Linked DNA regions of Lactuca sativa: region 2 is linked to region 1. A link is a contact called in public Hi-C data. All regions are on one chromosome and are shown on one strand. The core of a region is the stretch at or near the end of the contact, and the rest is flanking DNA. Distances in the headings are between cores, read along the strand shown.

The links. A called contact is a pair of places that touch in the nucleus more often than the background predicts.
Region 2: a Hi-C map of leaf shows a contact between it and region 1, with 6 times the contacts expected there. The contact joins the promoter of LOC111888363 here to the promoter of LOC111888375 in region 1. A contact is called at or near these places in 2 of 4 Hi-C or Micro-C datasets (both in leaf).

The regions. Positions count from the first base shown.
Region 1 is chr3:68,144,537-68,148,183 of Lsat_Salinas_v11, reverse strand. It overlaps LOC111888375 (transcription factor BHLH094), which reads left to right and starts at 1,392. Exons shown (of 6, transcript XM_023884561.3): 1 at 1,392-2,041; 2 at 2,450-2,647; 3 at 2,742-2,807; 4 at 2,895-2,963; 5 at 3,036-3,107; 6 at 3,551-3,647. The coding sequence starts at 1,721.
Region 2 is chr3:68,575,303-68,578,727 of Lsat_Salinas_v11, reverse strand. It overlaps LOC111888363, which reads right to left and starts at 1,614. Exons shown (of 8, transcript XM_023884551.3): 1 at 1,122-1,614; 2 at 616-699; 3 at 186-524; 4 at 1-103. The coding sequence starts at 1,293.

The DNA.
Region 1 (3,647 bases), core at 143-2,642:
GATATTTCGGATATCCGAAATCCAAAATATATAATATAAAAAATTATTAAAAATAGTTTTAATGCATTGGGTTTTTTCATTTGAAATTCAAAAAGACAAGTTATCAACATTTTTACTTGGTACGCAAAGTGAAGATGGTATAAATGTTACCTTTTTTATGTTGATTTTAGTAATTTGAGTTTGATTTCTCAAGATCTTCAGGTGTCATAAGGTAACTTGCATTTAACCGGACCAAATGAAGTCTTATTATACCTAACAAATGCACGGAAACGTTCTTGTTCTTGGAGGGTTTATTTTCTTTATTTAAAACTAATGAAATTCGGATATCCGGTTTAATATCTGAATCCGTATCCGAAATTTCGGATATCCGAATTTCGGATATCCGAAATTTCGGATACGGATTCGGATATCATTAATCAACTATCCGAATTTTCGGATATCCGGTTTTGAACACCCCTAATAATAAGGACTTTCAAAGATTGGTTGGAATAAAATAGCCACCTTGTTGCCTCTAGAGTAATGTTTTAGTGTTTCATTAGAGTTTGTTTAATGATGTTGTACCTTGATGCATTTGATTCTAACATTTCAAACAATATTCCAAGTGACCTATAGCTATAAGTATACAATAACCTCTAAAATTTTTATTTAACATATGGATACATGATTTAAGCCTTAATTAACATACTACTCAAAACATTAAATCAATGATTTACAATTATAATGAAGATCTATGATTTTGGATCCTAAAACTATGATTAACTTCCACTAGAGTTTCAATTTGACCAGAGGGACTGGAATGTAGTAAAAATGAGATAGAGTTCATGTGGCATGTTTTACCACAATGAACACCTCTCTCTCTCTCTCCATGGTTTAGACCCTGTGGTTCGAGGAATGTGTCAAGAATTAGTCATGATCCCCTCACTCTTCCTCCATCTCTCTCTCTTCTTTCTGTTTCCTCTTTTCATGATATATCATTCATTGTGTGTGGTATTGAAGTGTGGCAAAATGAAATACAGTATGGTAACAATAACATCACTCCCTCTAGCCTTAGATTCTAAACATGGCGAAGTATATCTCTAACTCGTAACATGTGAATCTAATTGGTGATTTAATGGTGTTTTATGGAAAACGAATATGAATTTAATGATATTTATTGAACATATAAACCAATTAAACCTGAAATAGACGGTTAAAATAGCATTTTTGTTGGTACAACATGTATAAAAATAAAAATTTAGTAATTGCAAGTTTTCTTTTACCAAATTAATTTTCCGTAGATGTAAATATTTGATATTGAAGATAATGAAATGTAAAAATATTTATTTTGGTGAATCGTACGGCTGAGAACAGGTTACAGATTTGTGATTATTTAAAAAGAAAAACGCTCGACACTCCGAGAATCCTCACTCAGAAGTCACTTCTTTTCAACTCCCGAGGTCTACCTCGCTAACGTACACTGGTGGAGGGTACAGTACGCACCCAACAACCCTCCACTGTCAAAGGAGATCACAAGCAGCTTTATCACCCACCCTCTCTCTCTCTCTCTCTCTCTCTCTCTCTCTCTCTCTCTCTCTCTCTCTCTACATATACTTATCAGTATCTACATCTCTCTTTCAACCGTCTAGCTGATTTGGCACTCACGAGTTGAAGTTTGTTTGACGCAATCTAGGGTTTCCAGGAGTTGGATGGTGATTTGATTTGTTATCGTTTTATTGCGTGGATGGATCCGCCGATGATGATGAATGGAGGTGGTTTTCGGTCAGGTAACACGGGGTCTTCGTTGTGTAATTTGCCTGAGATCTGGCCCTTTCAGATAAATCTAGGCGGTGGCGGTGGCAATGCGGTGGCGTTCGGTATGGGGCAATTGGGGGATAATAGCGGTGGTAGCGGTGCTTTTGTGGATAATCGAGATCATGTAGCGGTGGATGATCCCATGGTTGTAGACCAGAGAGGGAATAGTAATCAGAGTAAGAAACGACGTGAAGATGATGATTCGTCTAAAGGCGTTTCAACTAGCAGCCGTAGCAATGGCAATAGCATGGTATTCAATATTCAATCAACCCTACCAATCTAATTGATTCAATATTGATTGCATCAAATTCACTGTAGCTTTGGATTTACTATTGAATATTGATATATATATCTACTATGCTTCACTATTTTCAATTGCTTTTCCCTAAGTTGATTTCTCAGATTAGACTTTAAAGTTCCTCACGTGACTTTCATGGTCAAATTCGGAGGAAATCCAAAAGAATCTATTCAAATTAGAAATTAAAGCATGATTATCTTCCACTTTATGCTTTTTTCTCTACGTTGAAAACAATTCTCTCAATCTCGATCCAAAATTCTTCGACCTCACCAACCTTTATTCTATTAAACTCACACCATAGAAACAGTTTCATTTCATGCTCTCCTTTCTGAATTCAGTTCTTCTGAAATTTTCAATCAGCTTGATAGTGATGGCAAACGATTGAAGAGTTTGGCGCTTGAAAACGAATCAGAATCTAAACCAAAACCAGAACCTGAAAGAAGCTCTGGAAAGAAAGCAGAAAACAGTGGAAAACCATCTGATCCATCTAAACAAGATTACATTCATGTTCGAGCAAGAAGGGGTCAAGCCACCGACAGCCATAGTTTAGCAGAAAGAGTAATTTCTTTCTAACCTTATCTAAAATGTGAAAAATTAAATTCTTTTTCTTTTGTACTCTGTTATAACTTTTGAAGGACAAATTTGTCGACAGGCTAGAAGGGAGAAGATAAGTGAAAGGATGAAAATTCTCCAAGATCTTGTCCCTGGTTGTAATAAGGTGTGATTTATTTGTTATCTTCTTCTTCTTGTTTTATATTTCTATTTTTATTAAAAAAAAAAAAAAAAAAAAAAATTGGGTTCTCAGGTTATTGGGAAAGCGCTTGTTCTTGATGAAATAATCAATTACATCCAATCATTACAGCAACAAGTCGAGGTAATCATAATTAATTTGTCATTTTAACATTACAAATCAAGATTATTTTATTCTAAATAATTTTTGTCACAGTTTTTATCAATGAAGCTTGAAGCTGTCACCTCAAGATCACACCCAAGTCCCCAAGGATTTACTTCAAAAGATGTAAGTTTGGATTTATATAATTGGCAATTTTGCTGTTTAACCATTTATAATTTATTTTTTACATTCAATCAGTAAAACTTTCAAGACATTTTCCAATTTAATCATTTTGACATTATATAATTTGTCAAATTTATTACTTTTTTAAATTATAAATTGACAAAATTAAGTAAATCTTTTGTTCATTCAAACCGTAAAGCTTTCAGACATTTTTTTTATATTATATGTCAAAATTGATAATTTTGTGAATTACAAATTGAAAAAATTATAAGTTAAATTGCAAAATTACGTATGGATAAATAATATGAAAATATACTTAACTGGAAAAGCTTCATTTTAATGAATTTCTTTGTTAAATTGTTGTTTATCCGTTAAGTAAAAAAGAAAGAAAAAAATACAGTAGTAATTAAGTCTTTCTCTCTAAAAAGTCAATGTTTGTGTTTCAGTTTGGTCAACAAACATTCGAAATGACAGGAGTACCCTTTGGTGCACAACCCACAAGGGAATTTAGTAGGGGATCATCACCCGAATGGTTGCACATGC
Region 2 (3,425 bases), core at 365-2,864, 430 kb before region 1:
TTGGGTTCAACATTTGACCATGAATCGAGCACTTTCTTGTCTAATGGACAAAAGGGTACTTGTGAACCTGCTTTAGGTCTTTGTAGATGTATCTTTGAAGAAACTACAAGAAAGAAGCTCAAAAACATGTCACGTTTCGATGTTTTTTGTGTATGTTTTCATAAAGTTGGATAAAAAATACATACAGATATTGGCGTTAGGGTGTCCATCTTTCCATTTAAATGAAAGTTTGTGTGTGGACTTTTTACGAACACTTGGTGGGCTTGAGCTTAAAGATCTTCTTTTTTCAATGGAGGGGACAGTAGCAGCAAGACAAGGGAGACAGTTGCTGGGGATTACTCCACAGTCCAACAGACCATCTTCTCTTCCAGAAGTTTCATCAACAGAAGAAGATATTTCATCAAGGTATACCGGTTTGATTTCGTTAGGACCTTCGGATCTTGATCTTGGATTCATTTCTTCTGGATGAACTGAAGAAATGCTTGCCCTAGAGGCGCCTTCCGACCCATTAAGAGAACTCACATCTGGTTATTTAATTTATATACAGATTTATGAGATGAAAGATATAAGGTTGCATGTTGAAATGGGTATCGAGTATAATAGATGAAAGCGTACCATCAAGAACACTCTGGAAATCGTCTTCACTGCAGTCGGAATCAAGAACTGCGGCGGAATCATACCAAGATTCATCAGTGCTCCCTGCTAATGAAAAAATGTAGATTTGGGTGAGCTAATAACATAAGGTTGCAAAAAATCATTTGAAATGTACTAGTTATGACAACGAAGATTATAAAAATGTAGCCTTTTGTGGAAGCGGATAGAGTATCTCTAAAATTAGTAAGAAGTGAATATTCAAGAAGAACACCACTGGAAAGTTGTGCCAGAAAGGGATAAGAGAACTAAAAGAAACCCCAACGAAAACAAGGAAATCCAACACATTAACTCAAGTTTTTGATTAATTTTAACAATGGAATTACTTCCAAGACAGAAATTAGTCAAGTAATCAATCGAATTGCAACAGAAACACAGATAATTTAGAAAAGATGTAGATCAATCGTCTCAATTATTACACACACAGAGCGAGCGAGAGAGAGAGAGAGAGAGAGAGAGAGAGAGAGAACCGCGGAAAGTGGGATTAACGAAGGACTTATCAGACGGAAGGGACTTTGATTGATCGGATAAACGAGTGGAAACACGTCGTTTCAAGCCTTTCTTTCGCCTCCTAAATTTCCTCTTGGACGATGTTATTCTACCTCCGACGCAACTCTCCGGCGTCGACAAGCAAGCTCCCATCTCAGTACCGGTTTCCTCTTTCTCACTCTATGATCAAATTATTCGACACAGCATTTTAATCGAAAGAAAACGAAGAAGAAACGTGTGACGATAGATATGCTCTCCTCCAACAACCGCTTCAATTCTTGTTTTTCTTTCAAGAACTTTCAGTTTCTATTAAAACATAAATTATAGGTAGAAGTTAATGCGTGTGTTTGAGAGAAAGAGATAAAAATTTGGTGAGATGATCTTGAAATTGAGAGCTGGAAGAAACAAGAAGAAAGTCAAATAAGCCGCTTGGCTTTGATATTGAGTGACGGATTGTTGAAGAAAAGAAGGGGAGGGGGGATCTACGTATTGTTTTCAGAACCCAAAAAACGTAGATGAATTGGGACCCACCAAATGGTACAATAGGACTGCCACGTCGACCACTGCACTTAATTTCCTGGGAAATGTAAACGTGTGTCTCCTCTCTCTCTCTTTATGTTGTACAAAAACTGTTCTCATCACGTATTTCTAAAATTACTTTTTTATTTTTAAGTTATTTAAAAATTTGTGATACTTGATATTTTATTATTTAAATATTTATATAGGTAGCAGGAGTAAATATTAAATAATTTTTAAAGTAAAATTTTAAAATAAATAGACGTATTTAACAAATGAAACAAAAGGATCAAAAGAATTATTAACGAAAATATTATTCATAATATTAATAATTGTCTTGTCATCATTTAAATTATTAATTTTTTCTTCTTTTATATCTAATGTTGTTTCTTCAATATCAATGTTTGAACAATTAACTTTATATATTTTATTAATCTTAAGACTTTGTATTTTGACCGGATGTATGAAGAAATTAATGAAGCATTCAATGTTTTGTCTACTTCTGTTAGAAACGCATATATTATATGGGTTGCTTTAAAAAAATATATTAAAAATTAGGATTAAACATTAACAAAATTTAAATCGATATATTTCAATAGGATTTAACTGGGATACAGGATTATTAGGTATTTTTAATAAAAATAAATTGTTGAAACGTTAACCATAGTTTCAATAACTTCAATCAGACCACTCCATTTTTTGATGAGTGGTTATTGGTTAGAAGTTAGTATCATAAAGTTATTAGAATTCGTCAACGCCCAAATTAAATCTCAAGACCTCTCATGTTAGATTCAAAACCTTTATTAATTGAGTTATTCCCACATTGGCAACCAAATCACACTGTAATCATGAAATGCGAAATTAATAAATAATTGTAATAAAAACAAATCGTTGAAGCATCAACCATAGTTTGTGTAAGTCCCTAATCTGCATGTGTATCAGTCAGATCCGTTTGATGGTGCGGAATCCCAATCAAACGGATGATGTCAGATAAAATAGAAGAGAAGGAGAAGAAGAAGATGATGAATTTCAATGTATTGATAATATGAATTAAATTCCTTACACAAGATTCACACACACAAACGCTCATTTCTCTCTGGCCGTAAACTCCTTAGGGTTCATCAATCTCTACTCCTCACCCTAACACCTCTATTTATACTTGGAATATGGGCCGGATAACACATGTGCCGTAAATGAGTTTACAGCCATAAACTCAGCCGTAAACTAGACCATAAATTCACAAATATTACAGAAAAATACAACTGCCTAGAAAAGTAAAGTATAAACCATATTTTGACCCAACAATCTCCCCCTTGGTTTATAGCTTTCTTTTCTTAATTGACCCAACAAGCTCCCCCTAAAAAGTAGCTGGCTCTTCTTGTCAATCTTCAATGGAAGCTTGGCTTCAGCTTTAACCTTCGATTTCTTCACAGCATCAGGATGAACATATGAATCTTCAATAATTGACTTCATCTTGAGCAGTTGGGCATTTCTTCAGAATTTGGCATTGATCGCACATTGGGTGAGGAGGCTTGACGTACTGATTCTTGAAAGATAACGCTTTCAGCTTGAGAATCTTCAGAGAGAACATCAGAGAGAACAAAATCTTCTAGATCACTTCAGCAGGTACAAAGATAGCAGCAGACTGATTGAGGAGGCTTCAATGCAATCCGTCACATAATCTTCAATTGCGGCTTCACCTTGCTTCTAGGGTTGAAGGATTGAATGTCGAAAGAATAATCTTCATTTCTTGCTCCTTCGAATGTGAA